Regions from separate parts of the Mus musculus genome. Here all the other regions are linked to region 4. The links are chromatin contacts, called in public ChIA-PET and HiChIP or PLAC-seq maps. All regions are on one chromosome and are shown on one strand. The core of a region is the stretch at or near the end of the contact, and the rest is flanking DNA. Distances in the headings are between cores, read along the strand shown. Region 1 overlaps Paqr5 (progestin and adipoQ receptor family member V). Region 2 overlaps Gm34828 (a long non-coding RNA gene). Region 3 overlaps Gm34828 (a long non-coding RNA gene). Region 4 overlaps Gm51680 (a long non-coding RNA gene). Region 5 has its middle 19 kb from the start of Gm34770. Region 6 holds the start of Kif23 (kinesin family member 23). Region 7 has its middle 47 kb from the start of Gm34770.

What was found. ChIA-PET counts read pairs in DNA pulled down with a chosen protein or histone mark. HiChIP or PLAC-seq counts read pairs in DNA pulled down with a chosen protein or histone mark.
Region 1: an RNA polymerase II ChIA-PET map of memory CD8 T cells shows a contact between it and region 4, with 14 read pairs. The contact joins two enhancer-like sites.
Region 2: a contact with region 4 is called in an RNA polymerase II ChIA-PET map of memory CD8 T cells, with 12 times the contacts expected there. The contact joins two enhancer-like sites. A contact is called at or near these places in 1 of 484 Hi-C or Micro-C datasets (bone marrow-derived macrophages) and 3 of 115 datasets of contacts at active chromatin or transcription factors (T-cell acute lymphoblastic leukemia, extraembryonic endoderm stem cells and memory CD8 T cells).
Region 3: an H3K27ac HiChIP or PLAC-seq map of regulatory T cells shows a contact between it and region 4, with 6 times the contacts expected there. The contact joins two enhancer-like sites. A contact is called at or near these places in 1 of 15 datasets of contacts at CTCF or cohesin (large pre-B cells), 1 of 484 Hi-C or Micro-C datasets (nephron progenitors), 5 of 115 datasets of contacts at active chromatin or transcription factors (Th17 cells, embryonic basal ganglia, embryonic stem cells and 2 more) and 1 of 9 other capture datasets (embryonic stem cells).
Region 5: an RNA polymerase II ChIA-PET map of memory CD8 T cells shows a contact between it and region 4, with 582 read pairs. The contact joins two enhancer-like sites. A contact is called at or near these places in 2 of 15 datasets of contacts at CTCF or cohesin (the NIH/3T3 cell line and pro-B cells), 25 of 484 Hi-C or Micro-C datasets (B cells, the G1E-ER4 cell line, the HPC-5 cell line and 16 more) and 10 of 115 datasets of contacts at active chromatin or transcription factors (CD8 T cells, T-cell acute lymphoblastic leukemia, acute myeloid leukemia and 6 more).
Region 6: an RNA polymerase II ChIA-PET map of memory CD8 T cells shows a contact between it and region 4, with 25 read pairs. The contact joins the promoter of Kif23 here to the enhancer-like site in region 4. A contact is called at or near these places in 2 of 39 promoter capture datasets (cranial neural crest and hippocampal neurons) and 8 of 115 datasets of contacts at active chromatin or transcription factors (CD8 T cells, astrocytes, bone marrow-derived macrophages and 4 more).
Region 7: a contact with region 4 is called in an H3K27ac HiChIP or PLAC-seq map of regulatory T cell precursor, with 21 times the contacts expected there. The contact joins two enhancer-like sites. A contact is called at or near these places in 2 of 15 datasets of contacts at CTCF or cohesin (pro-B cells and stem cell-derived epiblast-like cells), 39 of 484 Hi-C or Micro-C datasets (B cells, CD4 T cells, CD8 T cells and 27 more) and 18 of 115 datasets of contacts at active chromatin or transcription factors (CD8 T cells, DN3 thymocytes, T-cell acute lymphoblastic leukemia and 13 more).

What each region holds. Positions count from the first base shown.
Region 1 is chr9:61,964,225-61,967,582 of GRCm38.p6, reverse strand. All of the region lies in intron 5 of Paqr5 (progestin and adipoQ receptor family member V), which reads left to right. Among named protein-coding and RNA genes, the nearest start is that of Gm35152, 11 kb to the left of the region's middle. Within about 2 kb of position 1,757, at least 112 of the 459 cell types and tissues checked have an H3K27ac peak or open chromatin away from gene starts, as enhancers often do. A contact at or near this core is called in memory CD8 T cells, where this site is marked.
Region 2 is chr9:61,789,313-61,793,027 of GRCm38.p6, reverse strand. All of the region lies in intron 3 of Gm34828 (a long non-coding RNA gene), which reads left to right. Among named protein-coding and RNA genes, the nearest start is that of Gm34828, 31 kb to the left of the region's middle. Within about 2 kb of position 1,962, at least 28 of the 459 cell types and tissues checked have an H3K27ac peak or open chromatin away from gene starts, as enhancers often do. A contact at or near this core is called in memory CD8 T cells, where this site is marked.
Region 3 is chr9:61,747,150-61,750,457 of GRCm38.p6, reverse strand. Gm34828 (a long non-coding RNA gene) reads left to right here. Exons shown (of 7, transcript XR_001779197.1): 7 at 1-71. Among named protein-coding and RNA genes, the nearest start is that of Gm34828, 74 kb to the left of the region's middle. Within about 2 kb of position 1,392, at least 10 of the 459 cell types and tissues checked have an H3K27ac peak or open chromatin away from gene starts, as enhancers often do. A contact at or near this core is called in memory CD8 T cells and regulatory T cells, where this site is marked.
Region 4 is chr9:60,997,351-61,000,657 of GRCm38.p6, reverse strand. All of the region lies in intron 1 of Gm51680 (a long non-coding RNA gene), which reads left to right. Among named protein-coding and RNA genes, the nearest start is that of Gm5122, 18 kb to the left of the region's middle. Within about 2 kb of position 1,362, at least 126 of the 459 cell types and tissues checked have an H3K27ac peak or open chromatin away from gene starts, as enhancers often do. A contact at or near this core is called in B cells, CD8 T cells, DN3 thymocytes and 24 more, where this site is marked.
Region 5 is chr9:61,679,175-61,682,569 of GRCm38.p6, reverse strand. No RefSeq gene overlaps it. Among named protein-coding and RNA genes, the nearest start is that of Gm34770, 19 kb to the right of the region's middle. Within about 2 kb of position 1,444, at least 110 of the 459 cell types and tissues checked have an H3K27ac peak or open chromatin away from gene starts, as enhancers often do. A contact at or near this core is called in B cells, CD8 T cells, the G1E-ER4 cell line and 14 more, where this site is marked.
Region 6 is chr9:61,944,940-61,948,391 of GRCm38.p6, reverse strand. It overlaps Kif23 (kinesin family member 23), which reads left to right and starts at 1,593. Exons shown (of 23, transcript NM_024245.4): 1 at 1,593-1,780; 2 at 2,973-3,042. The coding sequence starts at 1,770.
Region 7 is chr9:61,706,459-61,709,842 of GRCm38.p6, reverse strand. No RefSeq gene overlaps it. Among named protein-coding and RNA genes, the nearest start is that of Gm34770, 47 kb to the right of the region's middle. Within about 2 kb of position 1,747, at least 124 of the 459 cell types and tissues checked have an H3K27ac peak or open chromatin away from gene starts, as enhancers often do. A contact at or near this core is called in B cells, CD8 T cells, DN3 thymocytes and 23 more, where this site is marked.

The DNA.
Region 1 (3,358 bases), core at 508-3,007, 970 kb before region 4:
CTGATGGGTGATGAAGAGCCTTCAGGCGTGGCCGTGAGTCATGCCAGCTCCCTGTCTCTAATCCTGTTACTCCTTTTCCTTTCATGCAAGATTCTGTGGGGCGGAGTGTGAGCCGCGTTGTCATGGGAGTATCTGTGCTAGTTGACACTGCTCTTTGCAGAAGTGGCCTGCCTGAAAGCACAGGCTTCCTCGGTTGCTTAGGAAACCTTCCAGGTGACTGTAGCCAGGTGACAGCCCTATCTACATAGTGCTAAGAAGTGGCAGGCCAGGAGAGGTACTAGGGTTGCATGTGTGTCCTCTGTACCCCCAACTGTACTGTCCCCTCTCCAGGGAGAAGCAGGCATAGTAAGGGCTTCCTCTTTGGTATGGTCTTGGTTCTAGTTTGCTCTGAGTGACACCCAGGTTGTGGGGAACCTGCCAAATTGTGTCTTTCTTTCTTTTTATGGGGGGGGGGGGTAAGATTTTTCTGCAGCATCCGATAGGTTTACCCAGGTTTTCCTCCTTTTGCCGGAATTTTTGGGAAGGACTAGAGGCAGGCATAGTTTGCTCTCCCTGGGAGTCAAAGTGTCTTGCTTGGTGTGCCCCACTGAATTTTCTGTAGCATCATCCCTGGGGAACTGCTCTCTCATATTCTTGGAAGATGCGGAAAGACTCTCTGATTTTCTTGGAAATCACAGAATTCCATGAAAGCTGGATGGAGCTTGAATCTACCTGTAGAGCCAGGAAATAAAGTCTCTGCTCCTGGATCACTGGGTCCTTCTAATTCCAGGAGGCGTTAAACTGTGTAGTATACAGCGTCTGTGCCATGGTGAAGCGAGGTGAATACTTGGTCAGAGGCATATTCACAGCACAGAGGTGCAGTGTGCCTGGGTGGCCTTTCCTCTGGCTGCCTGGGCTCCTGGGTAGACCCTGCATCTGGTCTTTGGGTCAGTTATTGTCCCTATGTAGTTGGTCCCTTAGCTCCTCATGGCTCTGGTATTCAGAACTGGGGGCCAGAGAGAGCAAATGTTGTGCTTAGTAGGGGTAGAGATGGCGCATGGGTGTGAAAGATGCAGTCCCTACGATCTGTGGGTCAAGACTTCTTTCCCAAGAGCACAGAGTGCAGCCTATTGGGATGTTTGCAGCCTTTTAAATTAAGTTTTTAAAGCTCCTGGCTACCTGTTACCACCAGGATACATTGCTTTATTCTAGTCCAGAGTTCCCCCACACCCCACCCTGACCATGCAGGTCCACGGTGGATGCTGTATATTTAGCATGCCTGCAGTATTTGGATGAAGACATGTGGCACAGACCCAGGAATGTCTTGTGACCCCATGTTTGGGGCTTCCTCTCCTTGACAACGACGTACTTTGTTTCTGCTGATCCTGAGAGTACATCTGGGCTACTGTGCCCATTCACCTAACCAACATTCCTCAAAGGCTGCCTGGGCTCTGGGACCCATGTGAAAAGTCTGGCACTGTGGGTGGAGTAAGGTTGTGCCCTCAGAGGGTTCCAGGAATAGGAAAGGCGCGCGCGCACACACACACACACACACACACACACACACACACACACACACACACACACAGCTTACTGCTCTATGGAGCAGGACAGAGAGCAAGAGAAGCAGGTCATGTCAGTGGCTCAATGGCACTCATTTAGACACACAGGTTGTCTTAGGATTACTGACTCAATGGGCAGAGTTCTCAGTCCTCAGGCCTGTAAACCAGCTGTGCTTGGCAGTGCTTTGGAGGCATCTTGGGCCAGGGCTGCTACCTCCAGGAATCTCTGGCTGTGGTGACATCCTGTGGCTAGATGTGGAATTGCACCTTGGGAGTGGCCCCCCCTCTTCTGTGGTTTGGATTTTTTTTTTTTGCCTCTGTTTCTATTTTGCTTCTTCTACTTTTTGTCCCCTGCAGACCCAGCTTTGCTGCTGGAGAGGCTGATTCATTTGCCTCCTGGGGAAGTACTTTTTCAGGCCTGGTGACAAGTCACAGGAAACCATGCTTTGGGGCACAGCCCTCCACAAGTCAGAGCCCGATTTTCTTTGCGTGTAAGTGGCCAGCCACAAGGAGCACTCTTTTAGGAGTAAGCCCGGCCCAGGCACTGCAGATACATAACCGCACTGCTGTGGTTGGACAGCTTCTGCTGGGGTTATGGGCCCCTGGGGGAAGAAAGACTGAGGCTGGGCCTGGCAGGGGCAGGCAGGGGCACTTGGGCCAAATCCTAGCTGTGTCTGTTCTCAGCTCCTCCTTAGACCCTCCACCCAGAACCTGTCCTCTCTTGCTCTTACCTTCTGCTCCAACATAGCTGTGATGAGAGGGGAGGGGTTTGTTTTCATAGCAACTGTTTAGTAGCTGGGCTGTGTGTGACTCTAAGGGCCGTGGTGCCTCTTTTCTTCAAGTCCTTATAACAACACTATGAGGGAGGGACAGGTCAGACACAGCTTTAGAGGCAACCTGCCAGGGCAGCGCGATCCTGATGTGTCCAGCCTGTACTGGAATCTGGGGTGTCCCTGTGGAGCCACAGTGCATCCGCCTCTTCCCCAGTGTTGTAGTGTAATCATGAAGGTAATTGGGTTTGGTTTTTGTTTGTTTCATTTATTTATTTATGTATATGAGTACACTGTAGCCACTTTCAGACATACCAGAAGAGGGCATCATATTCCATTACAGATGGTTGCGAGCCACCATGTGATTGCTGGGAATTAAACTCAGGACCTTTGGAAGAGTAGTCAATGCTCTTAACCACTGAGCCATCTCTACAGCCCTTGTTTTGGTTTTTGAACTCAGGGTCTCCTATAGACGAGGCTGACTTCAAATTCACGATATAAAATATATTTAAAATGACCTTGAGGAGTCTGAAGAGATGGCACTCATATAAATAAAATAAATCTTTTTTAAAAATGACCGTGAACTTCTGATCCACCTGCCTTGACCTCTGAGTGTTGGACTCACAGGCAAGTGTCACCATGTCTGGCTTATGAGCACCGAGGATGGAATCCAAGGCTTCCTGCATGCTATCCTGGTACTCTACTAGCTGAGCTACATCTACAGCCCCAGAGCTGCAGTTTTGTATGGGGTCTCCCTGCTAAATCCTGACCTCCTGGTAGCCAGCCTGAGTGTCTGTACTGCTGAAGGTCTAAAGCTATTGCCCCTCTCTAGGTCCCCAGTGGTGACCAGTCTAGAAAGTTCCTGTCTCTTGCTTCTAAACAGTAAGCGCAATGGATTCCTTTTGGATTCTGTCTTTGCATTGGAGGGTAGTGGGACAGCTTGGGGAAGAGGGAAAGACAGACCCTCTGCATAGTCACTCTCCCCAGGCCGGTGTTCTTGTGCATGGCATAAATATTTTAGAAACTCCTCTGGATTATCCAGCACCT
Region 2 (3,715 bases), core at 713-3,212, 790 kb before region 4:
CCACATGTGGGCCTGGTACCTGTGGCGGTCAGAAGAGAGTGTCAAATCTCTTGAATTTATGGATGATTGTAAACTGTGACAGGAGTGTTGGGGTCTGAACCTGGGTCCTCTGCAAGTGCTCTCAACCACTGAGCCACTTTTCTAGCCCCTAAGTTGGTCTATTTTTTTGTTTCTGTGGCAAAACACTAGCGATGAATCAACTTCAAAGACCCACCTTAGGGTTTCTATTGCTGTATAAATTCCATGAATAAAACCAACTTGGGGACAAGAGAGTTATTTTGGAGTGTTGTCCCAGTCCAACACTGAAAGAAGTCGGGGCAGGAACTCAAGGCAGGAACCGCGAGGCAGGAACTGAAGCAGGGGCCAGGGAGGAGTGCCAAGTTCCTGGCTTACTCAGTGTCTTGTTCTTTTGTTGTTGTTTGTTTTCTTGTATACCTTGGGACCATCTGCTCAGGGGTGGCACCACTCACAGTGGGCTGGATGGATGCCTTGATATTAATTATCCTTTAAGAAAATGCTCCTCAGTGGTGACAATTCCTCAACTGCTGTCACCTCTTCCTAAGTGACTAGTTTATGTCAAGTTGATAAAACCAAACAAACAAAAATTAACCAGCACTGGAGGGAAGATTAATTTGGTTTGAGGTTTCAGGGGTGCCTGTCAAGGTTGGACAGCTCTGTTGCTTTTTATTTTATCCTGGTTGGGAAGCAGAGAAGAAGCCAGAGTGGAGGAGGGCCATTGCAGATGGTTGTGAGCCACCATGTGGTTGCTGGAAATTGAACTCAGGACCTCTGGAAGAGCAGTCAGTGCCCTTAACTGCTGAGCCATCTCTCCAGCTCTCCAGTGGCTTAACTTTTGATGACATCAATGTCCTTATGATTCATTCACCTCTCTACTGAGTGACCAAACCTTCACCCCACAAGTCTCACAGGGATGTTTATTATCTAACTCATTAACACTCAAATAACACTGGGGGGTTTAGAACCCCCAAACTCCTCAGACCCCATGCATATCCATTCTGAGATGTCTGTGATTCAGGATTTCTTCAAGGCGTGTTTCTATACCCGCATTTCTACATGGAAGGGCTAAGCAGAGTGCCAGAGAAAAAGCCCGTAGTGACTGGGGACATCTCAGGTTGTGTTCCTGGAACTCTGAAATAGTGTTGCTTTGGGGTGTGAGGTACTGACTCTGCCTCCCCCATCAGGGGTCTGTTCAGAGACAGAAGGCCCCATTGGGCTGTACACACATACACACACACACACACACACACACACACACACACACACACACGAGCAGAAGAACTCGTTCGGGTCCTCTTGGCCTCAGGAGCATTCTGATCGGATGCCAGGAGAAACAGATTGCCAGCCCCTTTCTGGGACTGTGGGTGGCTGGGTTGAGAGAACTCTCTTCCAAGAATGTGTTTTCTCTTCCCTGTTCAGGATGCTACGATGCGCTTCCCGCTGTGCTCTTTTGAGGCTGGCATAGCAGCAAGAGCTGCTGCGAGGGGAATCCTTTATACTCCTCTCTGTGGTCAGGAGAAGTGTGTGAGTGTGTGTGAGTGTGTGTGTGAGAGAGAGTGTGTGTGAGTGTGTGTGAGAGAGAGTGTGTGTGTGTGTGTGTGTGTGTGTGAGTGTGTGTGTGTGTGTGTGTGTGTGTGTGTGTGGTCACCTTTGCCATTGTCCCCTTGTGCCTGTTGCATAGGTAGGACTACCCAATTCAGAATTGCCACTTTCCACACCTCACTACCAATAGCTCAATGCGATTGGTTAGTTCCTTGCTCAAAAGCTACACAATGGCTTCCATGATCTCTAGGATAACTTCACAGGTTTCATCTTTGCTCGAGGATCCTGAAGTCTGCCCTTCTTTGGTCTTTCTAACCACATTGTCTCAGTACTTACTGTCTCCTTCCTGGGCTGACAGGTCTGCCCACCCTTCTCAGAGCACACTGGCTTTGTGGCAGCATCCACACATCTCTCCCCTTCACACTGGCTGTCTCTCTAAACTACTTCCTGTTCTCTTATGTGGGCTGAGTATAGCCCTTGCAAAGGTCCACCTGCTGCCTGTGGGACCCACCCTATCTCTATTATCTTCTGTACTATGACTTTACTCATTTACTGAGACCAAATACCTAATGAAAGCAACTTAAGGAAGAGTTCGTTTGTGATTACAATTTGCCTGTACAGTTTATCCCAATGAGGAAGTCATGGTGACAGAGTGTGACACAGTTGCTCATATTGTGTGCATGTCTTTGTGTACATGTATGTTTGTGTGTGTCTGTATCAAAGTATCTCTGTGTGCCCCTGTATATGCCTCTCTGTGTGTATGTGCATTTGTATCTATGTCTCTTTGAGTGTTCTCATGTGTGTGTCTATGTGTGCACATAATGTATATACCTTTCTTTCTTTATGTGCATCTTTATGTGTTTCCGAGTGTGTGTATGTGTGTGTGTGGTATACTTTGTGTATTTCAAGGGTACATTCCTAGGGGTGGATCCTGATAGAGCTGTTACACTACAGCATGAAACACGGGGGCCCCCAGGCAGCGTTGGCTGCTCAGTGAAAGCAGAATGGTTTAAGGAACTCGCTCCCACGCAGATCCTGCTTCACGTTAGCTCTCTATTACCCAACGTCTTCCCACCTTTTTGGAAAATTAAGGCAGTTCTATAGTATTTCACAATTTTCAAAACTTCATGTTGATTCTTTATATCTCACAGTAAGCCTGCCAAGAGTGAGGGCAGAGACCACACTAGGCTACCTCAGATGAGGGAATGATCTCAGAGCTCTACTACACAACCCCAGGCAGACGGTGACTGAGCTGAATGGCGGACCTGTCTCTGAAGACCGTGGTGACCTTTGGATCATGCTGTCTCTTCCCCCACAGGAGCGCAGTCTCCGAAGAGCTTCATATTTTCTCTTACCTTTTTTTTTTTTTTTTCTGAGACAGGGCTTCTCTGTATAGCCTTGGCTGTCCTAGAACTCACTTTGTAGATCAGGCTGGCCTCGAACTATTCTATCTTCTCTCTGTCTTCTTTGTTCTCCTCAAAGGAAGATTCTGTCTCAAGCTACAGTGTCTCCACGTCTCTTCTTTTTTTTTCCCAAGTGTATTCTAAGAATTAGTTTTAAAAAATTGAGACAGGGTCTTTCTAAGTATCCCAGGGTGGCCTTGAACCTATGATCCTCCTGCCTGGATCTCAGGAGCTGTTGGATTCCAGGTGTGCCATCACACCCAGCTTTCTTGTTTGCTACTTGATGTCAAGAGTAACGGACTGCAAATCAGCAGATTTGTCAGGAAAACCCCACTTTCCTGGGGGGAGAAACCAGCTAGGCAGCTTTCTGCATTACAGTTCACAGCAAGTACAAGGACCGCAAACCATTGAGCAATCTTTCCTTGAACCAATTAGATCCTGACATCTGCTTATTGTTTAATTATCTTCTGACTAAAGAAATGGAAAAGTTGACAAATAGTTGAACCCAACAAGAGTCAGGTTCCGCGTCCCCCTCTTTGTGGACTGTGTATAGAACACCAACATCTCCAAGTCTGCCAACATCTCCTAGTCTCTCTGGGACACTGGCAAAAAACACAGACAAATATTTATATTGCATGGACTCAAGATGGTTTTCATTTTTTTTCATGTTTAACCAATTTCAAATGAACGACAATGGCCCTTAATGTGGTTACAAGAATTTGCCATTAATTGTCACTTGAAATTGGATCCAG
Region 3 (3,308 bases), core at 143-2,642, 750 kb before region 4:
TGCAGTGACATGGAATCTCATCACATCTTTGATTTGTCTTTCCTTTATGGCTATAGACATTAAACAGCTTTTCATGTCTCTGTTGGTTACTTGCTCTTTTGGGGACTATTCAACTCATTTGTCCTTTTAATTGCTGGGTTCAATTTCTGAGTTCTTTATACATTCTGTATACTAATCTCTCATTGGTTTAATAGCTGGCAATGATTTTCCTCTGATCCCAGACTGGCTGTTCACTCTGTTGCTTTTCCTTTGCTGTGCAGAACCCTTTTAGTTTGAGGCAAGCCATGGTGCACTTGTTTTAAGGAAGAGGAAAGGTAGAAGGAGACACGGAGACATTGGTGAGCTCTACAGCCCTAAGTGGTGTGCAAATGCAACAGACCTAAGAGCCACCGAGTGAGGGACCTGAGCGGAGGCTACCTGAAAGGACCAGAGTTGGCACAGGACACACCAAAGACCAAGATCTCAGCACAAAGGAGATTTATTTGCCCCAGAGGGACAAAGGACAGGGAGTAAGAGTCAAAGACAGGGGAGAGAGGACTAGGGAAAAGGGAAGGGAACAAAGGATAGGGAAGGGACGTTTGCCTGGGGGGTACAAAAGACTGCCACTGGGTAGAGAGAAGACAAATGTGGTCTGTAGGCAAATGGAAATTTATAAAGAGAAAGGGGGAAACCATGTGTTATGATGAACTGTTTAACATTCATTGGGCATGTTAATTAGGGTAGCCAAAAGGAGACTTTTGAGTACTGCACTTCAAAACTTTGATAGTTGGACATTGGTAGTCAGTCTAAGAGGAAGGAAGTGGCCAAACAAGGGAATAGACCTTGGTGGCTAGCTTTAGGAATGTCACATAACAGTTTAGCAAGGTAGAGGGAATCAGGGAAGGGCACGGCCTTCCAGAGCCATGTTTGCCATACTCAGGCTGGCTAGAGCCCTTCACTACCTGTATAGATCTGAAGCCTCAGAGGAACTATCCTGGCCTAAGTCTGTCAGACTCAACTCAAGCCCAGCATGCTTTGCTTCCTCGGTCAATTTTATGCAGGTTCCACCCTCCTAGAATCACTTCCTGGGTGCTGCCTGACTTCTAACTCAGCTCCAGTTCATTGATGACGGAGAGCTTGAACTTGTGTGTGCTTTGTGTTAGAGTTAGCAAGACCCTAGGCTTCGAGAAAAAAGCAGAGAGGGTCTAGGTGGCTGGAAGGGGTTCAACCCTTCAACCACCCTTCACACACATACACACACACACACACACACACACACACACACACCTCTACCTGCTACCTCTTAACAATGACCTTTGGCAACTAGGTCATTTCTCAGAACCTCAGTTTCCTTAACTTTTAAGTGGGGTGATCTTAACTACCTAGCCACAGGCTTTCTGGGTGAAAGCAACAGGATGTTATAGGTTATAACTGACTAGGGAGTCTGGCACATAATGGCTATACAATAAGAAGTAGTAACTGTTGTTATCACCAATCTTCACTGGGCAGCTCTTAGGTGGTCTCTGCCCCAGAATCCATCTTAAAGGAAGCCTGCCTCTTCAGCCATAGGTATGTGCCTGTGTAATTTGCTGTTGGTGCCAGTCTTGTGTCCTGCACTCTGTCTATTCTCACTCTGTCCCTGGACTGTCCTAGTCCTGAGAGGTGAGACTGAGTTTCTTGGGCTTCCACATAACAAAGGGATATGACAGCCTTGGTCCTAATACTGACTTCCCTGGCTGGCCTACTAGAGCCAGGGAAGACACCATTGAGATGAGACCAGGGGTGGTAAGTGGCTGACCAGGGGCAGGCAGAGCATAAACCTACAGACAGGTGCTGCCAGCTTCCTGCCAGCCACCTGTCACTCAGCCATCTGGACCTGTCTATGCTGGAGGAGGTCACTTAAGAAGGTAGCCAAAGCTAGCCTGTGAAACTCTAGTCACATGGCAGGCTTAGATGTCATAGCTTCTAGAATTTCCTCTCAGTCTGTGGGCTTAAACAAGGCTATCTTGAGTGCTCAAGTCCAGCAGACCTCTCAGGGGAGCTGGGTCCATCTGAGGCAGGACAGCTGTGGATGCAGGTTTGTGTGAGTGTGCTTATGTATGTGTGTGGTAGATGAACACATGTACATATACAGCTGGACATCTGCAGAGGACACAGGATGATTATAATACCCTGCTTTAGTATCCCCTGCCTTACTCCCTTGAGACAGGGTCGCTCATTGAACCTGGAGGTAGACTTGTGGCCAATATGCGCCATTGGTCCTCCTGTCTCTGCCTGCCACTGGCCTGGAGTTACGAGTGTATGTTAATTACCATGCCCATTTTTTAATGTGAGTTTTGGGGATTTGAACTCAAGCCCTGAGTCTTGTGCAACAAGCTGCCTTACCACCTGCTGAGCCATCTCCCTTGTCCAGTGTTGCTTTCTACACTGAATTTTTATTTGAAATGAGGAGGGAGGATGAGAAAGGGGCTTTGCTGTGCTTCTCTGCAATGGTGAATACAACCTGCACCATCCACCCATCCAATGCCCTGCCCTAGCTCCTCTTAGCTCCCCTGATGCAATGCAGCTTTTGTCTCTCTACTACCACTTCTCCATTGACAAAGTCAAACCAGCCCTCCTCTGTGCCTTGGCCATTCCCTCTGCTTGACATACTTGCCCCTCCTCCTTACTCAAGGGATTCCTTCTTTATTCCTGGGAATTTCCATGCCGCAGGGAAGGTGCCCTTTTAGGCCCATATCTCTAGTGGGAATTTAATTATTAATTATTAAATTAATAATTAATTATTAATAATTAATTTAATTATTTTTCCTTGCTTCTCTCTGTGTATCTCTGTATGTGAATGCATGCATGTGCTCACCATGCATGTAGGACAGAGGGCAGTCTATGCATCATGCGTAGACCATGAATTCCGGGAATTGAACTCAGGTCCCCATGCTCCTGTGATAAGGACCTCACACATTAAGCCATCTCCATGGCCCCATTGCCTCTCTTTTTAATCTCCCTACAATCATGGGGACTCTCTAGAGTTGAGTTAGTCTTTGGAAGTTTAACCTCTTTCTAAGGTGCAGTGCCCAATTCTACAGGTGCTTCCTAGGGTCTTCTGGATCCATGCTGTCAGACAGGGAACTCTGAGGCTCATCTGGAAAGTTCTTCTGACTTTCCAAGGAGGGTCATGGCATGTAGTGTAAGGCTCATTGACCACTAAAGAACCTACCACCCTCAGCACAGGTAAGGATACATAGAGGGACACATCACAGCTAAAAGGACAGGGCTTGTGGGAGACAGCAGCAGGATTGGTCCCCTAGCCTTCAGTAACAGCCCACTTATGA
Region 4 (3,307 bases), core at 113-2,612:
CACACACACGCACACTCGCACACACACACACACACACACGCACACACACGCACACACACACGCACACACACCACACCTGCCTGCACGCACGCAGGTTCCCACTGCAGAACACTCTTAGGCTAGGAACATGGCAGGTGTATGAACTCCCTGTGGGAGGTGCTGGGAAGGAGGATAACATCCTTGCAGGCCTCTTCCCCGCCCCTCCCTCCTTCCCCAGCCTGGTGCATCTCCTTGACTCCTCAGCCTCAGCATCAAAGATTCATCAAAGCTGAGACCCAGCAAAGCGTGTGCTTCACATCTTTAAACGCGCTTCTTCCCAATGAAAAATTCAGTGGAAAAGGCAGGAAATTGAAGGGGGTTCAAAGAGGAATCAGAGAGGGAAGGGAGGCTTCAGAAAGGAACCGGGGGCGGGGGGGGGGGGAGATGAGCAGCTCTCTCTGTTATGGCGGCACTGAAGCCACAGTACATTTACCAAGCATCTGCCTCACTTGAGGCACAGGGCAGGCACACAAGTGGGTCCTTCATATGGCAGCATGGGCGGAGGAGCACCGTGCAATTCTGGGAAAGCCATTCCGAGATCACAGAGACGGTTCTGCAGAAGAAACAGATTGGCTCCTGGGTATGGGGAGTGTAGAGTTCAGGAGGTGTGAGCCTCAAACATTCTAGAGTCTAGATTACTCATGTCCGCACCGGAGTTTAGTGCCTGCCCTTTCTATCACCTGGTAAAGGAGGAACATGCTGTGTGTGTGTGTGTGTGTGTGTGTGTGTGTGTGTGTGTGTGTGTGTATGAGAGAGAGAGAGAGAGAGAGAGAGAGAGAGAGAGAGAGAGAGAGAGAGAGAAATATATATAGACAGACAGACAGAGAAAGAGACAGATACAGAAAGAAATAGGGAGGGACAGAGAGGCTGAGAGACAGAGAGAACTGAGGCATGCATGCATGCACACGCACGCACACGCACACACACACAGAGACGGAGAGACAGAGAGGCAGAACAGAAACTGAGAGAGATCTGGTGTTGTGGGAATCAGAGCAGGGATCATTTCCAGCAGGAAACTGGGGTACCCTTACTAGAGAAGAAAACAGTGTTCCACATAATAGAAGACGAGCAAGCATTCAGGAGAGGAGGCAGGCCACCTGACATATGAACAGAGACCATGCAGCTAAGGTGCCCAGACCTCCTGGCAAAGGGCAATGTATGTCTGGCCTGTAGGGGGAGCTGGCTCCAGGGAACAGGAGGACGACTAGACTCGGATGACGCCATCGAACCACCCCCACCCCAACCCCCATCAAGGAAGGCCATGTGTCTGCAGGGGTTGAGGGAGCTCGGGTGCTTGTTCATCTCAACCCTCAGTGACTTGTCACCTATTATGAGTCATAGCTGCCCTCAAACCTCAGTTTCCTGATCTGCAAATGAAGATACCAGTCAGTCATCTAAAACTTCCTCTTCTGGCTCATTTGATTCTGGCAGCTTGGTTCTGTTGCCCATGTGAGGGAGGGGCAGGAAGCTCAGAACGACAAGATCTAACCATGGCTTCCCCATTCTCCCAAAGGGCACCCCATCACTACCCACAGCCCCCTCATGTCAAACCAGTCTCTGGTTACCAGTATCCTGTGGATGGAGGAGCCTCAGACATATGCCAGGAAGCTGTCCTAGGTCCCAGGCTCCTCCTTTCTCTATGCTGGAACATCATCCACTCTGGCCCTGCAGATGAGCAGGAAATGTCCATGCCTAAGGTAGGCAACCCAAGAGCCCTCACCAACCTGGGGTTGAGCTCAGATTCACAGGCTGCGGACCTCACCCTACTCTCTACTGGCAACGTTCAAGGTCAGACGGAACCTGATGGTAAATTTCCACATCCTGGCCAGACCTAGTGGCCCTTGAGAAGAAACCAGAGCAGAACTTACTTGTGAAATAGCAACTGACACCTAGGTAGAGTTGGCAGGTGTCAGCTGCTATGTGATATACCTACCTCCCACCCCCTACCTCCACCCCCACCCCCACTCTTCTGTGGGAAGCATGCTGACTGCCCAGCTCAGCTCTGGTACAGCACAGCAAAGTGGCTTGTGGCTTGGGCTTTGGGGTCAGAGGTGTGGTTGGGATTGCCAGCTCAACAGTTTGCTAGCTAGATGATGTTAACCTTAAATGGCTTTTCTTGTCTTTGCTGAGCCTCAGTGTTCCCACCTGTAAGACTGGAGTATGACCGTAAAGATCAAATGTGACCATGATCTTACAGAACAGGGTTCTAATAGCCATCAGCTGATAGTAGAATTGTTGCTGAGGCAGCTCAGCAGTTTGTAGCTAACCAACCAAGTGGGCTGGTTCAACTTGACTCCTTGAAGCTGTGTGGCTGGCCCCACCCAGAGTTTCAAAGCTTGATGATTCCACAGTGCCCTCTTCCTGCTTAGTGGGGCCATTACCACCATCAACGCCGTCCTGAAGATAGCAAGCCTTCCATTTCTGCCCTCTGCAGTCCTGGCCCTAGAACATGGCTCCCAAAATACAATACCACAACACTATCAACAGATGGCCCCTCCCTGAAGGTGTTGAGGTTGTCAAGGGTCTCCCTCCTCCCCCCTCCCTCATCTGTCTGTCTCTCTCTGTCTCTGTCTCTCTCTGTCTCTGTGTGTGTATCTGTCTGTCTCTCCCTCTGTCTCTCTGTCTCTCTCTCTTTCACACACACACACACACACACACACACACACACACACACACCAGCTCAACTACCATGTCCAACAACAGTCTTTTCATTTAAAAGAAAATTAAGGGACTCAGGAATATTCATTCCACAAAGACAAACACTAGGACCAGAGTTCAAGCCCCAGGATCCACATGTTAAAAAGCTGGACATAGTGGTTGGCATGACCTTGTAACCCTAGCACCGGGGAAGTGGAAGCAGGCAGTTCTCTGGGGTTGGATGACCAGACAGCTTAGCCTACTTGGTAAGTTCCAGGTCGAGTGAGAGACACTGTCCCAAAACACAAGATAGATAGCACCTAGGAGTCAGTGCTGTCCTCAGACCTCTGTTAGATCCAAAGGAAACTCCAGTTCCTCAACCTTCAAAAGCCAATCCAACTATGCAGAAATGTTCAACCTGAGCTGCATAGGAGGATTTCTGGTGGCTAAATAAAAGCCAGCCTTCCTCGGGAACTTGTGAGGCCACTTCCCATCTGCCAAAGGGACCATTTCTCTTTTCTCTAGCAGTGGGACCTACGGCTCTCCATTGACACACACCTGTGGTTGAAGTACCATAAGTACTTTGTCTACATTTCAAAGTGCCCACTCCAGCCTCCTGGCCCCTCCCTCC
Region 5 (3,395 bases), core at 195-2,694, 680 kb before region 4:
TCTCACTTAAGGCACGCCCCTCATTTCCTGTAGAAGAGCTGGGGCCCAGTGAGAGGAAGTTACTTCCCTGCTACAAGGGAGCCTTTCTGGGGTGGTGTGGGTCTCCCCCCCAACCAGGACTCTGTCGTTCATTTCCATCTCCAGCACTCAGCAGAACTCTGGGAGGCCAACCTTTCAAGGGCCAGCAGCACACACTCCTCAGTGCTCCTTCTTAGGCCACTCTGAGTTCCTAATATGGCATCAGTCATCCCAAGAGGAGCTCTAGGAGGCACCAGAAACTCTGGGCATTGCTACTGTGGTACCTGCAGGTGATCCTGGCTCTGCTGCTGCTGCTGGAGCAGAGGAGGCTGGCTGTGTGCTGCTTGCTTTCCTCCAGCTTGCTGTATTTTGTGTGTGTGTGTGTGTGTGTGTGTGTGTGTGTGAGGGGTGTACCTATTGTTTTCTTATGTCTGGGGAAGACCAGGAAGGACAGTTGTTTCTCTTTTACACATACACACACACACACACACACACACACACACACACACACACACAGAGAGAGAGAGACAGAGAGACAGAGAGACAGAGAGACAGAGAGACAGAGAGAGACAGAGACAGACAGAGACAGACAGAGACAGAGACAGAGAGACAGAGAAGAGAGATGGGGTGGGGTGGGGGACAGGGAGGAGTGGGGGTTAGAGGAAGAATTGGGGATGGGGTGGAGAGGTGGGGCATATTTCTGAGTCAGTTGCAGATCTGGACCCCTTGAGACAGCAAAATAATCAAAAGAGTTTCTGGGCATTCCCCGAGTCTCCAGCCTTCATCTCTGCAGCCGTTGGCTGAGCCCTAATATATGCCAAGCACTCAAACCTTTTAAACCTTGTGGCCCTATGCTGAAAGAGGAGTTGTTGTTATTCTCAGGAAACGAAGGCCTGGGCTTGAAACATCCACAAAATACCAAGGCCTCCAGTTTACAGGTGGAGGAGCCTCAACTCAGATCTGGCTACCACGGTAGACATCTGTGCTCCAGTTCCTGAGGAAGAGGAGCCCTTCTCGCTGAGTGTGAGCTGAATGTGGTCTCACCTGCTTCACACCTTATCTGAAGTTGCACAATGCTATTTGTCCCCAGCCATGTCAGTAGCTTTCCTGAAAGTGCCCAACCCCAACCTACTCTCCTCCCCCCCCGCCCCCCCCGCCCCCCCCCACCCCCACCCCCACCCCCACCCCACCCCCACCCCCGTCTCCTTCCAAGACTTCTGGGGATGCATTGTACCAGTGACTCTCCACCAAGGTCCTGGGAGGCTGTGTGGCAAGCTGATGTTCCCCGGCTGATTCTGGTTTTGTTTTTGTTTTTAGGTTTTTTTTTTTTTTTCTGGCCTGCTTCCTGCCACAAACTCTCTCTCCCTAGAAACCATCAAGTTGAGGCCCCTCCCTCACCCTAGAAGTAGCTCAGATGTGGAGAGCGTACTTCCTCATCTCAGGCTGTGGGGTTGCCTCCCTGTCTCTGTCTCTAGGGCACAGAATGCACACTGGACCCAGAACGTGGAAACATAGGGCTTCTCTTCCATTCACGACTGCTGTGGCGTTGTTGCCCTTACTGGCTGAGTCCTTGCTCCGGGGTGTCCCTGGGGACAGACACAAAGCCAAATGTGGAAAAGGAGTAAGCTCTTCCTCTGTCTAGCCTCCCCACTTTAGAGATGAGATCAGAAGGAGAGAAAGAATTGACCCAGTCTATAAGCCTGCATAGACATTACAGACACAGCTGAGACTGGGTAACGCCGCAGGGGCTGCAGTTGTCTGCAGACGAGAGACTGACAACCTGGGATCCTTGCACAGCAGGCAGGCGTGGGCCAGTTCACTGGAGCAACATCATAAGCTCCCCAAGGGGATGGGGAATCCGATGGAAAGGAGCTTAGTAGCTTCAGCACCTAAAACTAAGAACTGTGGTCTCTAAGGCTCCTTGCATCTGGGATAATGGGGAATGCCTGCCAGCGGTAGAGAGAGCCTTCTGCACAAAGAGGGCTACTGGCCGTCAACCAGTATGCCCTCTGAAGTGAAGGGCTGGACCCCTTCAAAAGTCACCTCTATTATGTTATCATTGAAGTTAGTGTATGTGGACGCACATTCTGTAGTGTGTGTGTGTGTGTGTGTGTGTGTGTGTGTGTGTGTGTAGGCAGAGACAATGTTGTGGAGTTGGTTTTCTCCTGCTACCTTTACATGAGTTCCAGGGGTGGGCGTTTGGTCATCAGGCCATGTCAGGGTAAACTCCATTCACTAGCTGAGTCACTGCCTCAGCCCGGGTCTGAGCCTCTTAATATACCCTGTGGGTTCAGTGTCTGAGTCCATGAGGGGTCCCTACATAGAGAGAATCTCAGGCCTAGGAGATGGGTATAGAACATTGCAGAAGCTCAGCAGGAATTGGTGCCAGAGCCATCTTGGTTTGGTTCAAGGACTGTGGCCTATACACCTCTGTGTCCTTGGGATCTTGGAGAATGGAGTCCAGTGGTCCTGTCTCGTGAGGTGAACAGATCTGTCATTTCATTCTGGCCTCTCCTCTACTTGGCTGTGTCCATGGGTGTGTGACCTGTCACCTGAGTGGGGTTTTGCACTCCCATCCTGGCAGCAGCAACTCCGCCCCTGTGAGGTCTTATGCAGATACGTGACGCTCTTGACCTGAAGCTGAGGGCGGAAGTGGTTTGAATCCCACATCTTGATTTACTGGGTGGGGTAGTCACCCTTCACCGTTGCTTTTTCAGTCCAGACTGGATGTGGTTTTCTTGCTCTCTCTCTCTCTCTCTCTCTCTCTCTCTCTCTCTCTCTCTCTCTCTCTCTGTGTGTGTGTGTGTGTGTGTGTGTGTGTGTAAGAGAGATACAGAATGTCTTAGTTACCCTTCTTTCTTTGTCCCTCAAAGTCTGCCCTCTTTGAGGCACTAAGGACTCCCCAAAGCTGGCCCATCATGGCCAGACGTCATGGAGCCCAGTCAGGCACAGACAGGCCTGGGAAGATTGCAGTGCACATTAGTGGAGAGAGAGCATTTCTGATGCAGGTGAAAGTGGAGTAGGGGTGTCTTGCATGAATGTCACAGAAAATAAAATAACGTGAAGTAATTACACTTCATTTTATCTCCGTGGGCTCTTAAATCACATCAGCTGTTACCTCAGTTTTAGAATGTGAGATAGACCCACGCCTGACTAAGCAGCAAATTAGCTAGTTATTTTCTTTAACTGCCTCCGGGTCTCCTCAGAGAGGCCCTTCACTTCCAGCCTGGTTGCCCCCCAAAAGGATTTACAAGTCCCTGAGAGCCCTTGCTCTTCAGAAAGAGAGCCTCTCCATCAACCCACCTTTCCCCAGATGCCCCACTATGCTGGGCCTCAGTTTCCCAGTCTGTCAGGGGACCAGTTCTTCTTCACAGGTC
Region 6 (3,452 bases), core at 344-2,843, 950 kb before region 4:
GAAAAGAAAAGAAAACGAATGAGTTAGAGAGCCTTACTATGGATGGACAGGAGCAAGAGAGAGAAAACCCAGCATGAGTCAAAGCTACAGATGGAGCATGGGAGAGCCCCTCCAGTGTCCTTCAGTGAGAGCCTCCACCGCTTTCAACGCTTAGGGCCATGCCCATAGTGGTAAGCACCGAGCGTGCAACAGTGCCATCTAGCGAGGCTGAAGAGGATACGCTGGGAGAGGACTCCGTAAACAGGGGCCGGGCACCGCGTGGGGTGATGCTGAAATCAACGGTGCAGTGAGGGGCGGCAGGGGCTCTGGGATCCAGAGAAGGTGAGGCATTCTCCGAGGAAAGGAAGGCTGAGAGACAGCAGAGAGACTCGAGTGTGGGGGCAGAAACGTTCCACGCATGAGCGTTGGGCTTGGGACAGGTGAGAGGTGACGCAACTGAACAGGAAGACTAGCCTCAGGGCCCCACTGAGGGTCTCAAGCAAAGGGCGATGACCCACCCTAGGGCTCTCCCAGACCTGTGACTTATAGGTGAGAGTGCAGTCAAATGGATCGGTTTTGGAAAGTGATGGTGGCAAAGCCTGGTAGCTTTCTATCTGCTTCTGGAAATTTATCCATGGATGCATTTTCAGGTTTATTCATCGAAGCAGTTTGCAACAGTAAATATTGGAAAGACTAATGTCCAGTAATATGGACATTAACTATGGATATTAAACTGGCTATCCTTATCAGTGCTGGCCCTAAAGGAAGTTCTAAGTGGAGCTTGAGTCACAGAACGCAGGTGTGGCTACATCCCTGGGGAATCGTCAGCATGGGGGCTGGGATTAAATGAGAAAGAATCAACTTGTAGAAGGCAAAGGGTAAACGGTGGTTGCACAAGGGCAGTGGGTAGATTTTATGCATCTCTGTATATCCAGGAAACATCAAAATCAAGAATTTGAAGGTTAAGGATGTGTGGCTTAGTGGTATCACCTTTGCCTAACATTGTGAGGCTCTAGGTTTGATCACTAGCACCATGAAACACACACACACACACACACACACACACACACACACACACACACAGAGAGAGAGAGAGAGAGAGAGAGAGAGAGAGAGAGAGAACTGGAGAATCCAGAGAAAGGAACTTACAACAGGTTGTCTGCCAAGTTGGTATAGTCTTCAAGATCATTCTGGGGTCCTCACTGTAAGTGTGAGGCCAGCCTGGGATACAAGATACTCTCGTCTCAAAATAAATATCAAAAGTAAGATAAAATGTAAACGTAGAACTAAAAGTAAAGGTAAAAATAAAATATAAATACAATAAAATGAATAAGATGATGTGGTAGCCAGCGGCCAGCCTGAAATTAGAACATGCCCGACCAAGGCTTTACTTCCTTAGAGGTTCTCAGGACAAAGACTGGGAGATCTCAGCTTCTGCGTCAGAACGGAAGGGCGGAAGGGCCGGGATTTCCCCTCTCAGGTTTTTCTCCAGCGCTGCCCTCCTCAGCCTCCGGCTGGCGCCCTTGGGTTGCCAAGGAGACGAGCGCCCCTGCTGGCCGTGCCAGCGCTCCCCGAGGCCCCGCCCCTTCGCCGCAGGCGGCCGCTGATTGGCCTGTTTGAAATGCGCCGGGCGGGCGCACACTTGGGCTTGCAGCGTCGCCGCCGGGCTCTCCTCAGATTGAGTCCTGGTCCCCGCGGCCGTGGTTTGCTCGGCTTAGTTCCCGCCAGCCTTGCTCCTGTCGGAGCCCGACGTCCCGCGCGCGCGTCAGGATAGCACGGAGCCTGCGGTCATGAAGTCAGCGTGAGTACTGGTGGGAGGACTGCGTGGGGGTCGCCGCCCTCCTCACGCTGAGACTGGGGACTGCCCGGGAGCTGAGTCCGTAGTACAGTGTAGGCCGAAGCTCCGCACTGCAGAGTTCTGGTGGCTGGCGACCCTGGTGTGCCGGCGCCCTCCCAGTCCTCTGAGCCCGCGAAGGCTGCCTCCGAATCCGGGGCTGTCTGCCACCACCTCCTCGGGTTGCCATCCTTTGGGCTGCCCATCCCTCCCCAGCTTCCTTCCTCCCCGCCCGCTGCGCAGGTGGCAGGTCTGGGGACCCCGGGCGGCGCGCAGCCGGGGTGCGCGCTGGCACTTTGGGGGAGTTGAGCCTCCACAGCTCCGTCGGCATCCCTTCCCTAGTTCTAGCCTTGAGGTCAGGGTCCTTCTGCAGCTCCGCCACCTTGCGCTATCTTTGTCCCCAGGCCATCCCACACGCCTACTCTATCTCCCACGCCCACATTCCTCAGTATTCCTAGACTCTTCAGGAGAGCCACATCCTGGTTACACTTTTACTGCGAAGGAGGGCTGGCTTTAGAAATCGTTACTTTCACACGCACACACACGAAAAAAAAAAAAAACGGAACTTTTTAAAATGAGGAAACGTCAGTCTTTATATTTACTTAAGGATACCTACCCTAGTATATCGCTGGACTCTGGTTTGCTTCTAGTTTACGTGTGACTCTATTGAGAAAAGTACTTTAATAATCTACAGTCTAAACGAGTCTTTTGGTTTAATTTGTGTTAAATATTCTTGTAGCCTATAAACGAGAAAGGAAAAAAAAGTTAAATGATAGAGAATGTTGAAATAAAATAATTTTTTATATTGTTTACTTAAAATAGCAAGACATTTCAGCATTGTGAATAATCTAATCTTCCTACATAGCATGAGCAAATCTCTGAATTTGCACTCCAACACTTAAAAAAAATACAAACAAAAGTTCCACTGAGTACTAATGGTATCAAAAGTGTATTTTCCCAATTGAAATTTTAATGAGTTAAATTACATATACCACATTTCTCGAGTACAGTTTATTGTTTATATACATGTTATTTGCTGTGCGGTATTTGAGATTGCTGGGAAATGATTTTTTTAAGCCTTAGGAAGTTCATTGTTAGAATTTGTGATGTCTTCTATGTTAGTGTTGAATTTATGGCTTTTTTTTCTCTTTTTAACCAGGAAGGCTAAGACGGTCAGAAAACCTGTAATAAAAAAAGGATCTCAGACAAACCTTAAAGATCCAGTGGGGGTAAGGTGTGTGTGTGTGTGTGTGTGTGTGTGTGTATTTTCTTTCTTTAGTCCACTTCTTGTATGTGTGTGCTTGAAAGGGGAGGAAAGCAATATGAAAGTCGGGTTAAAGAGCACGCAGTTAAACCGATGCACTGAATTGTATAAAGCTGGGTTTAGCTGGGAAGTTTGCTTTCTGTAAAGGGACTCTTTAGTTGTTGACTGCAAACCTACTATCACTAATTAGATTTGAAAGGTTAAATGGTCTCTCCCAGCAGGTTCTACTCTTTGGGGTGGGGATGGGTGGGGACTTTTTCCTCAAGTCTTAGCCCTCTCCCACCTGTGTGTGGTAACTGACACGTACTCAAAGTTCATAGAGACTAGTGCAGAATAACTGGATTTAGTTAGTACCTCTTCCTGAAAAGAAGTTTC
Region 7 (3,384 bases), core at 498-2,997, 710 kb before region 4:
TCTTCCCTGCCACACATCCGATGTCACACAGGTTTCCTCCTGGGCATCAGATTGTCACTCGGCAGTGACAGAGGCAACCATAGGCAGCTCCTGCAGCACAGGCACTATGTGGTCAGAGGACCCAGCATGCACTTGGGGTTGGATAAACTAGGCTCTGTGGCCTTGGGCAGGTCTCTGCCATCTGGAATCCCCTGGGGCGATTATCCAAGCAGGGCTTCCTATGTGCCTATGTTTTAGGTGCTGGGTAGAGCTTGGTCTATTTTTCATAAACAACTCATTTCAGGAGAAGGCTGAAGCAGGGAGTGTCTGCGTTGTCTTGGATCAAAAGCAGGTTCAGAGCAGGGGATGAAGCTGAGTGGACTTTGGGGGTTCATGTGCCCCGGTGCTGGGGCTATTCCTTTCACAGGATCACATTTCTAGAGTTTGCTCACCAAGCCTGGAACTGATCCACGTTGAGTGACAAGCAGCACCCAGCATTCGCTTGGGAGAAGCTGACGTTATTGATGTCTGATTCGGTCCTCTTGTTTTTAGGAGTAAGGAACTTAAGGTGGTGTTTAAATGGATGATTTAGTCCTGGATGGTTGCAGGGACTTGGATTTTCATCTTTTCTCATGTAGGGTGTGTGTGGAAAGAAGGTAGAAGGAACACTTGCTGTCTTGGTGGAACTGAGACAAAGAAAAAGGTAGGCTCTATGAGGACCCCCTCCAAAGTCCTGAGCTTCCAGGGAGGCTAGACTCATTACCCCCGACCTGATCTGATGTCAGAGAGCCTAGCGACTCCCCTGAGGCCCTTACTCATAGGTAAAGAGCTGGAATTTGAGCTCTGGTCCATTGGAATGAAGCTTTGTTGCCCTTCTCTGCTTGGGGCGGGGGGGGGGGGAGTCAGGCCAAAGAGTCAAAACTGATTCCACTAGCTGTGACATGGTGAGGGTAGGCAAGCTGTCCATGCCTCTCTTGAGGACATAAGGGTAGCTACTTAGGGGTCATATGGGTGGGGTGCGGTATCTGAAGGGGGGGGGGTCAGCTGGACTTTCCCCTGGGCCACTGGGAATCAAGGGAATCTCTTGAAGTTTGGTCTGTTGCTTTTTATTGTAATGATAAATTCTATACACAAAGGTCAAGGCCAATGAGTGATTTCTCATGTTTATAAGCTGGTCCCCAAATAAGGAACCAGGGCTAGATTCTGGAAGAATTAGAATCTAATATTAAATGGATGAGGAGCTAGTCACAAGGCCACAGTCAAAATGATCAGAGGAGTCTCACTACACCAGTCTGGATGGGGTCTGTAGTGGATGTCAAAGGGCTCTTTAGTCAATACCATTTTCAATGATTAGAATGGATTTCAGATGGGGAGGAGAGATGAATGTGTGTGAGCCTCTCTTGTGGTGTCTAGTGAAAGTCATTCCTTTAGCTCCGCACAGTCTGCCTGTGTCATTCATCCACAGACCATGGAATGAAAGCAGAGAGAGGGTAAGTGCTTGCCCAGGCTAGTAGACAATGAAAAGGTGTGGGTTCAAAAGTAGAAACCCCCAATTCTCACCTGACACTAAACTGCCCTACTTCTGAGTGATAGGTGGGCAGGCGAGGGTGGATGACAAGTGGCAGATTGGATCACCAAAGGCCTGACATTAACACTGGGCCAAAATGGCTACCCCTGGAGATGAAAGGTGACAGCGACCTCTACACATGCACTGCTCTAACACACACACCAGATGCAGACAGGATGTGGTGTGGCTGGGTCAACAGCACTGGTAAAATCATGTTGGGTTTTAGAGGGCCGGAAGCATCAGATGAGTCAGTAGTGGCGTGCGGCAACCAACAAAGCTGTTGTCACTGTCACTTCCCTGAGATAAGGCACTTAGAGTGAGACGGAGACCCTCCTAGTCTGCTTGGGTCCTGAGAGTACCTTCCAGGCCTGGAAACCTCTGTGTTGGGGGTGGGGGGGAAGGAAGGCAGCCTTCCGGGGCCCAGGAAGCTAAGGTAATGGCCTGCTGTTAACAACTTTCACTTCTCTCGCCTGCCATCCCTGTGCAGTTACAGCCACTTCCTGATGCCATTAGCCTTACATGCTTGCTTACGGCAAACACTATCTATGCACATGGTTTTGATTTTTTTTTAAATTGCTATAACTGGAGTACACACAGGGGTTTCTTGTGACCCACTTTTGACATGAAAATACATTCCAGGAAGCACTAAAAGTAACTGAAAGGAAGTAAAGGCCACCATGGTCTTCATGCACACCACTCACAAAGATGAGACACAGTGGGCTCTCTGCTAGTTTCTCCTCCTCATATGATATTCAGATCTCTTCTTGAAATAGCCAGTGTTCAGACACCCAGCCCCCTCTTGGCATCCAGCCACCCTGACACGTTTTGTCTTTGGTTCTTCTTGTCTCCACCATATGGATGGGTTAAGTGCTTTATCCTTTCCCATCCCTATCATATGGGAGAGCTGATGTTTGGTCCTTCCCCTTCTCCGTCACATGGATGGGTTAAGGTTTGGTCCTCCCCCTTCCCCATCATATGGATGAGTTAATGTTTGCTCCTTCTCTGTCTCACCATGTGGATGGGTTGATGTCTACCTTTTCCCCGGAACTTTTCCTTCTTTAGCTCATTCCTATTTAGTTTTCTTCTCGCATTTCCAAATCACTCCCTGCCAATGACAGCTCAAGCTCTAATCTCTAATTGAGAAAGTCAGAGGCCCCTCTCCCTCCAGGTTCTAGTTCTGTTCATGGCTCCCTAAACACCCCCCAAACTGAGTTGTGTGAGATGGACCCTGAGACCCAAGGAAGATGTAGAAGAGGGGTTGTGATGGGTAGTGGCAAATGGGAAAGATGCTGGAGAGACCGGGGACGTTCTACTCATCAGCCTGATATTTATCATGTTAGCTCCCAGGACTTGGAGTGGAGAGCCTGGCCACCCGAGACATGGCTCCTTAATTTGACTCTTGCTTCTGTATGACATACTCTGAGAGTTGATAGGACAATGGTTCTCAACCTCTTTGGAGTTAAATGACCCTTTCACAGGGTCACACATCAGATATCCTGCATATCAGATATTTACATTATAATTCATAACAGCAGCAAAATTCCAGTTATGAGTAACAACAAAAATAATTTTATGGTTGGGGTCACCACATGAGGGCTGCAGAATTAGGAAGGTTGAGAAGCACTGTGCTAGGAGATGTCAGACTGTGGAGTGATGGCAAGTCCCACGTATTTCCTATGTCCTTTCTCCACCTCCAGCTTCCTTTGCAGCTATGTTACAAACTGCGTGGCTTTTTCACTGACAGTCTGACATCAAGGCAAGTAAACAAACACCCATGCACACCCCTTCCTGCTCTCTCTTTGTCTGTGGTGACTTTGGAGGGCTTTGTGCTCCCAAGG